Regions from separate parts of the Mus musculus genome. Here regions 2 and 3 are each linked to region 1. The links are chromatin contacts, called in public Hi-C and HiChIP or PLAC-seq maps. All regions are on one chromosome and are shown on one strand. The core of a region is the stretch at or near the end of the contact, and the rest is flanking DNA. Distances in the headings are between cores, read along the strand shown.

What was found. Hi-C and Micro-C count contacts between places; a contact is called where the count stands out from the background. HiChIP or PLAC-seq counts read pairs in DNA pulled down with a chosen protein or histone mark.
Region 2: a contact with region 1 is called in a Hi-C map of neural progenitor cells, with 3 times the contacts expected there. The contact joins the enhancer-like site here to the promoter of Ptprz1 in region 1. A contact is called at or near these places in 2 of 484 Hi-C or Micro-C datasets (nephron progenitors and neural progenitor cells), 3 of 115 datasets of contacts at active chromatin or transcription factors (astrocytes, embryonic stem cells and stem cell-derived neural progenitor cells) and 1 of 9 other capture datasets (pancreatic islet).
Region 3: an H3K4me3 HiChIP or PLAC-seq map of neural progenitor cells shows a contact between it and region 1, with 4 times the contacts expected there. The contact joins the enhancer-like site here to the promoter of Ptprz1 in region 1. A contact is called at or near these places in 2 of 39 promoter capture datasets (embryonic stem cells and maxillary cranial neural crest), 5 of 484 Hi-C or Micro-C datasets (muscle stem cells, nephron progenitors, neural progenitor cells and 2 more) and 3 of 115 datasets of contacts at active chromatin or transcription factors (neural progenitor cells, neural stem cells and neurosphere).

The regions. Positions count from the first base shown.
Region 1 is chr6:22,874,121-22,876,820 of GRCm38.p6, forward strand. Ptprz1 (protein tyrosine phosphatase, receptor type Z, polypeptide 1) reads left to right here and starts at 1,382. Exons shown (of 30, transcript NM_001081306.1): 1 at 1,382-1,764. The coding sequence starts at 1,707.
Region 2 is chr6:22,921,756-22,924,455 of GRCm38.p6, forward strand. The region is part of intron 1 of Ptprz1 (protein tyrosine phosphatase, receptor type Z, polypeptide 1); the gene reads left to right. Among named protein-coding and RNA genes, the nearest start is that of Ptprz1, 48 kb to the left of the region's middle. Within about 2 kb of position 1,301, at least 24 of the 459 cell types and tissues checked have an H3K27ac peak or open chromatin away from gene starts, as enhancers often do. A contact at or near this core is called in astrocytes, neural progenitor cells and stem cell-derived neural progenitor cells, where this site is marked.
Region 3 is chr6:22,832,822-22,835,521 of GRCm38.p6, forward strand. No RefSeq gene overlaps it. Among named protein-coding and RNA genes, the nearest start is that of Ptprz1, 41 kb to the right of the region's middle. Within about 2 kb of position 1,445, at least 43 of the 459 cell types and tissues checked have an H3K27ac peak or open chromatin away from gene starts, as enhancers often do. A contact at or near this core is called in neural progenitor cells, neural stem cells, neurosphere and 1 more, where this site is marked.

The DNA of each region.
Region 1 (2,700 bases), core at 132-2,631:
CAAGGAGTGAGAAGAATAGGGTAAGGGTCAACTTCTTATACCGATATGTGTTCCTAAACAAACACTCTAGCTTCAAGACCCGTCCTTTCCTGACGACATGCATTCACCATCCACGAATCGATAGCAAGCTGCATCATTAGCTCTGTCCATTGACCCCAGTGTTCAGAGGCGGTGGGAATTCTGTGAGAACGGGTAGTCACAGCTGAAACAGACTTGGAATTCCAATTTGTATGCATTAAGCATCCTTTGTATTTTATAAAGCTACAGCACTGGCTTTGAGACAATAACAGAACACAAGAGTACATGCTGTACAGATCCCTACATCAAACGGTACCAGGGATAGTTCCGGAACTTGGTTTTCTCTGCCTTTGAATGTGACTCCCAAAAGGCTCTGAATAGAGTCTCTTATCAGTGTAAAATGTAAAATAACTAAACCCCATCGTGTATATGAAAATCTCACAAATATTTAGGTCGATGTATTTAGGCTATTGACTGACATCACCACCAGTTAACTTGTTTCATGTGGACCTCAACATAATTCAACAAACATTTCAGGAATACCTATTCAACTCCCTACCCCGCCCCCCAAGTCAGGAGTTCAGGTTATAGCACTCACGCTCCTACACAGCAAACAAACACCTCCATAGAAACAGGCTCCTAAGGAAAGAACGACATGCTCAGCTCCGAGGAAGCACAGGGTGTGTATTATATTTCTTTTGTGTACCCTTCAATCTAGCAATTAAAAAAAAAAATCTTTCTACAGGAGGACCCTGTGCAAAGAGACACTTGGGGAGTTCCATCCAGCAGGACCAGGGCAGTGTTGACAGTTCCCCACAGCCGCGCAGAGCAGGACAGAATGATTGGGGTCTAATGAAGGGTCAGCCAGGACCAAATGGTCACAGTAGTGCTGCAAATGATTGGACTTAACTACCCTAATGGTAATGGGAGCTGGAACTACTTTACTCACTAAGAAAATGGAAAGGGGGGCGGGGAGAGCTCAGTTTACCCAGGCCCCCTTCAACCCTTCCGGATAGGACCATCTTGGTAACTGCAGAGACGACAATAAACAAAGAAAAAAGACTTTCCCAGGGGTGAAGTCAAAAGGTCGGCCCCAAGCTGTGCGGGACAATGGGGACCCAGCCTCCTCTTGTGTCTTCCTAGTGGGTGAAGGAGCCTTAATGAAGAGACCTTTTTCACCGCGAAGATTCTAAGCCCCAGCGGGTTCCACCTCCAGCCCTGGGCGGGGGAGGGGCGCGGGGCTGGGACAGGCTGGGCCCCGCCACGCCCCTCTTTCTGCTGCTGCGCGACCCCGGCCCCCGCCTGCGCTCCTGCTCCCCCGCCCCCGCGCACTGCGCGTGCCCAGCCCGGAGCGCGTCCCCGCAATTCCGCGCCGCTGCGCTGCGAGCGCTCAGATCCTGGCCGCTGCAGCCCGCTCAGGCAGGGGACAGCGTCCCGCCTGAAGCCAGGCGCTTGGTCCAGGCTCGGTCCCCGCACCCACGCGCCGCCTAGCCTTGTATTCTCTTCTTCTCTCTTCTCTTCCTCTCTCTCTCTCTCTCTCTCTCTCTCTCTCTCTCTCTCTCTCTCTCTCTATCACTCGTTCACCTAGACCCTGGCCAGTCACCGGCGTCCCCTGCCTCGGTGTCCCCACCCTCTGTACCCTAAGCTGTACCCCTGCGGCTGGCGAGGGGCCGCGGACCGGGCTGGAGATGCGAATCCTGCAGAGCTTCCTCGCGTGCGTTCAGCTCCTGTGCCTGTGTCGCCTGGGTAAGTGATAGGACCTCGGCGGGGCACCCGCGCGGGGCTCAGTCTCTGGGACGCAGCTTGGGTGGGGGATTTCAGAACATTGGGTAGCACCCCAAGAAGAGTTATCCCGAACCTTTCGATGTCACTTGCACCGGCTGCGCCCTCATCCCCTCAACTACCACCTGCTGGGTCCCTCTACTGAGACTCCTTTGGTCAGGACACCTAGACACAGGAGGTCGCCGCCTGTCAGGGTCCCCTCGCATGCGTGCTCTCCATATTGCAAAAAGTGGAAATAGCCTTGTAGACCTACATAAGAGAATGAGTCGGTGACTAGAAATACACTACAGCAGTGGCGAGGGGCTGCGACCTAAACGTTCCTTTCTATGTTGCCACTGTAGTACTGTGGACTTGAACGGAAGGCACACGTGTCTGTCTTGAATTACGCACACGCACCTGAAAGGCACTGAGCTGAACAAGCATCGACCTGACTTTTCTAGTACTTTCAATTTAGTCACGTTCAAGTCCAGGCAGTCACTTACAAAAAAGTTCCAGTCAAATCTCTATGAGCATTCTGCCCCCAGCTTCCAGAGAGAAGAGCTGCAGGTGATGGGCGAACAGGGACACAGCACCTTCGCAGGCGTCCGAACCTTACAAGTGTTAAGTGGATATTACTCTCTGCAGTCAACGGTGTGAATATTTACTGGGAATGAGGGTGCAGACTTAGGTTTCTAAAAAGAAAACAAAAAGTAAAACCTGTCTTTTGTTTTGTTTGTTGTTTTGTTTCCTTATTTTAACTACTAAAAGCCCCTTTCAAATGCCTGTTGGAAGACATTGACCTAAAAATTAGAATGTGTACCTCGATTTGTGAGTATAACTGTTTAGCTCCCATCAGTCCTATAGCCCCACTTTTAAATTTCGTTTATAATAAAGGATATATTAAACATGCACTTCCAATCC
Region 2 (2,700 bases), core at 51-2,550, 48 kb after region 1:
CCCACAATGGAGGAGCTGGAGAAAGTAACCAAGGAGCTAAAGGGATCTGCAACCCTATAGGTTGAACAACAATATGAACTAACCAGTACCCCCTGGAGCTCGTGTCTCTAGCTGCATATGTATCAGAAGATGGCCTAGTTGGCCATCAGTGGAAAGAGAGGCCCATTGGTCATGCCAACTTTATCTGCCTCAGTACAGGGGAATGCCAGGGCCAAGAATTGGGAGTGGGAGGGTGGGGGAGTAGGTAGGGGAGTGTGTGGGGGACTTTTGGGATAGCATTGGAAATGTAAATGAAATAAATACCTAATAAAAATATATAGATAATTTAAAAAAACTTGAGGTAAATAGTAATGGTAATTATTAAGGAAAGTAAAATGTTGCTTTATATGAGTATAAAGAGTAGTAAACATATAGTTGTGTGTATGCTTATATGTATATTCCTATTTTAATCTCTTAGGTTGTTTGAAAGGTTTGTTTTTTATTTTTAAACTTTTGTCTGTGCCATGGTCCTTGTGCAGAAGTCAGAGGACAGCTCTCAGGAGTTTCTGTCCTTCCACTATGTGAATCCCAGGATTGACTTCAGATCATCATTCTTGCTAGCAAGTGCTTTTATCCACTGAGCCCCTTATATTGATTCTTCAGGGAAGACTAAGATGAAATGGGCTGAAAAATAAATGTTTAAAGTTATTTGAGTGTATACAAGCTGAATCTCTTTCAAATTTTTAAGTCAAAACTCACTCCATTTAAAAAAAAACATTTTTTTCATAACAAATTTCAGAGTAGCCTTTAAAATAAGTTGTCCGGAAACATATTTATTTACCTACATTCATATATATGGTTCCTTAGAATTTCTCTCCTACTTTCATAACTACAATACAGATTTTAAACAGACTGTATTAGTTAGGGTTGAGACATTTTTCTCCATTGAAGTTTCCTTCCTCTGAGGAGTCTAGCTTGTGTAAGGTTAACATAAAACAAGCCAGTACACACGTACTATGTATTTTCAATCTAAAAGAAAAAAATAAAAAATAAAAATGTCAAAGCTACAAAAACTAAAATCTGCACAAAAAAAAGAAAACAAGTCTATAATTTATAATGTTCATGAATGGTAAATGTTTAAGCACTTTGATAAATTGTACCTTATGTAGGATTTACTGTGTTCCAGTGTATATAATGCCAGAAAAAAAGTGAGCCATTCCTCTTTTCCTGTTCACTGGAGCTATCACATCTCATCTATCAGGCCTCAGAGCTCAGTTCTTAAAGTGGGGTACTCTCTCACGCCCAAGGTCTGGGTAATTAGCATATGAATGTGTGACAGCATTGTATGAAGTAACAATTAAGGGAACAATACATAAAGGGGCTGATGAGAGCTACCAACACCTGGGAATCTTGTATTGAAAATGCTTCCCTAATGTGTGTAATTAGAAACCCAGGACAAATACTCACTGTGTGGTGATGAAGCCCTGAAATGAAAGCCAAAAGTTGGCTCACATTTTGCTGTAATTGTTTGTAACAAAATGTTGAAGCAAGGGTTTACTGTTACACTGACTTCAAAGGATCACTGGTTAAGTACAGTTAGTTTTTGCACGGTATCTGATGCTGGCAAATCATCAAAATGGTTCTATATGATAAAAAGTACTACCATTTAAAGTGATACAGTTAAGATGCTTTAATAAAAGATTAGAAATCACTTCTTGTAGTGTGGATGCAAAATTTTAGGGGGAAACATCAGGTTGCTTGCCAGGAGAAATCTCCTGTCCAGTCAATCTTCTATAACCGACTCATTTCAGTTGTGCTAGCAGACCTCTGGGTTGCTGCAGACCTCCGGGTTGCTGCAGACCTCTGGGTTCCTGCATGACTTTGCTTTCCTTTATTTCCCTTAAAGTTATGCAAGGATCCTGGTCAGAAGACAGAACCTTAGAAAAGTCATGAATAGCCCCTTAATCCTGGATGAATGGGGGAACAGAAGCTCTGCTTTAGAGCTTTGCCTTTGTCAATGACTACCTGTACAAACCATTTCTCTCATACCCCAAATGGAAACTACCTGAGTATCCACTGGAGGGTAAATAAAATAGGGTGTCTCTGCTTTTCAAAACAGGCTTTTCAGCAGGCAGATGTAAACATTATAGAAACAATGTTTTCAGTGCTATTGTAGTCAAAAAGACCATCCAGAGCCAATCTGACTTCACCTCTGGGGATAACGTTTCCTAAGGGCTATGATGAGCTGCTGCTAAGACCTGAATGACATCTGAAGAAAGCAGTAGGGTCCCTGTGCTTGTTAACAGGTTTTTGTTTGGTTTGGTTTGGTTGTTTTTTGAGACAGAGTTTTTCTGTGTAGCCTTGGCTGTTCTGGAACTTGTTCTGTAGACCAAGCTGGCCTTGAACTTCCAGAGATCCACTTAACCTCTCGCCTGAGTGTTGGGATTAAAGATATGCGCCACCATCACCTGGCTTTGTTAACAGATTTTATCCAAAGAAAGAATAAACTCAGGTAATAAAGTCAGGTACTTAGCATGTGCTGCAAGTGCCCCATGACGCAGCGGGCGGGACAAGGATACATCCCCTTTCCCTTTGCGGCTACATGATTAGACCTGGTTCCCAGTACTTGAGAAGTAAATTTCCAGGTTACGGCTACATGATTAGACCTGGTTCCCAGTACTTGAGAAGTAAATTTCCAGGTTACGGCTACATGATTAGACC
Region 3 (2,700 bases), core at 195-2,694, 41 kb before region 1:
ACAGATGTAGAGTCTAGTTCCAATTGATATAGCTATAGCACACTAATGGACCTAGGCTCAGCAGAAGGGATGGCAGAAAAAGAGTAAGAGCCAGAAGATTGGGAAGTTTGCTTTTAAGATTGCCTTAGAAACTGTACTCAAGAAGTCTCACCAACATGGTTTCCTAAACATCTGCTAATGAGGAGGACAGAAACAATATTTGTGCTAATGAGGTTGGGGCTTCGAAGGCTCATGAGGCCTTTGTCTTCTTCAAAGAATTACAGGCAACTAAGAAGTTCCAACAGCAGAAGAAATAAAATTCTTCAAAGAACACACCAATTGGATATCCAAATGGTCAGCCCTGAAAACATATACAGATAAGAACCATTACACAGCCAGAGCGGGCTGTATTTATTTATTTTGGATTACACCTGTATACGTAGGTAAGAACAATTAATGAAGAAAAGAGGCCATGCATTCAAAAGAGAGAAAAGAGCAGATATGGGAGAGTTTGGAGGGAGAAAAGTAAAGGTAGAAAATAATCTTAGAAATTAGAGGAAAAAATTTAAAGTATTTGATTATGTAGTAGAAACAAATTTCCAAGGTTCATAGCATAATCTGGCTATCAGTAAAGACAATAATATCTGATTTATTAACCAGGACACTACCTTCTACTTCTGGGAAGCATGATCAATGAGTTCAGCTCAAACCTAAGCAGAGGTATTGCCTTCACATTCCTTGAAAATTAATTCTAGAACAGCCTTTTCTTTTAAAATATATTTTTATTCATTCCTTGGGAATGTCACACAATGTCTTTTGATCATATCCATCCTCAGCTCCTCCCCTTAACTTTTCCCTCCAGCTCCTCACATTAACTCCTCCCATTTTTACCAGTTACAGTGAGCCACTGATAATCACCACTAATGTCCCAAGAGAACGAAGAAAAGCAGAAAAAAGCCAGTGATTCAGTACAAGCCCAATGCCAGCTGGGAGGGGGAAGCCCTTTCTGACGCGGAGCTAGCAGGCACAAAAGCACATTATTCTCACGGGAGTTCCAAGTTGAAACGTTTGAATGGGCTGACCACCAGTCGCAGCCGGCAGCCTACTATGCATGCATGCACAGGCATGGGAACTCTTCAAATATACTTTTTCTTTCCAGAGCTGAAACTGTTGCTTGTCTTTCTGCATTAATCAACAAACAAGGTTACTTTCTCATTTTTACTCTCTCCCACTGAATTAATGCTTCAAACCACAAGAGTATAAAATTATCTCCCATTCTCTCAAACAAGAGCTTCCCCCTCCCCAAATACAATATATCATGTATATTTTTGGCTCCTCTGATTATCAGCACATGAGAAATGAGAATACTGAATTAGAGATAATTAATGGCCCATATACATGGAAGCAAAAAAGCGAACATCACAGCCATTTTTAAAATGTGATGTGTGGATGAAGAAGGTCCATTAGGACAGAAGAGAGTCTTCCAGGGAGAGACCGCCTCACTCGGAGTGACATTACCTCACATGACATCAGGCACAAAGGCTTCTAGGGAAAACTAGTTATTTTATGCCCTTGACCTGAAAAGAAATGCAGTGACCTAATAAAAGGCATTGTTGTGATGTCCTATAATTAAATTTTGTTTACACATTCTAGAGGACTACGAAGGGCATGTGAGGCATATAAGAAATCTCCCACAGCGAACCAGGAGTGGGGCCTTACAAGGAGACAAGAGGTAAATGGAAAAATAGAATACGCTTTCCCATGTATTTTCTCCCTTTACAAGAGGAGAAAGAAGAATGTGTAAGCAAGTGTATTGGAGGCATTGTTGAGAAACAGTTCCTGTTCGCGTGAAGGTTGCCTCTGTGAAACGGCCGAGGTCAGCGCCCAGACAGTTATGGGCCAAGTAAGTGCCAGTTGCAGATCTCTGCGAGGCAGTGGCATGGATGCGGGCTCCACTCTCCCACCCTCCTTCTGAACCAACGTTCTTTGCGCCTTTGTGCCAGAGCTGTCACTCTCCCCATTCTGGGCCCTCCCTTCTCGTTGGTGGGATTCTTCCCTTACATAGGAGCTGAATGTTCTGTTGTTTGCCAGGAAGCCAGACGTGCTGAATGCTGATTTTGTGGAAGTCGCACAAGAGAGGCGAGCAACAATTTCCAACTAATCTAAATGAAAAGTGACTACGCAAACCACCAAGGGATCAACCTGACCCATGATGCCTTTTTGACATCGGCAATGGTGTATAGCTTCTATATGTGATATAAATATGTGTATGAAAATATAAATATGTGTATGTAAACACATGATGTAATGATATGTATATGCATCTATTGATATATGCACATAAATTGATACACATGTGTATATGATACAATATGTTAAGTTTTCACAAGAATTTAAGTATATATGCAGATTTCCCTTAATATATAAACATGTACATATATTTTAGTTTCTGTTTTTGTTGGTACTTCAAAAGTCTTTATCTCATGGCTTATTTTCTCACATTTTGAAAGAATAGCATGAAAAGCAATCACAGATGAGATGCTCAATTTCTTTGATCTTTTCTGTAGTCAACGCACATACCTGATGCCCACTCTAGGTCCTGATAAAGTGGACACTCGTACTCAATTTCTATTTTGGCATATAAGATGATAGGAACTGTTTGAAAGCATGTTAAGTATTCATTTAGACCTTTTCTTTGCACAAAAGATATCCCTGTAGTCA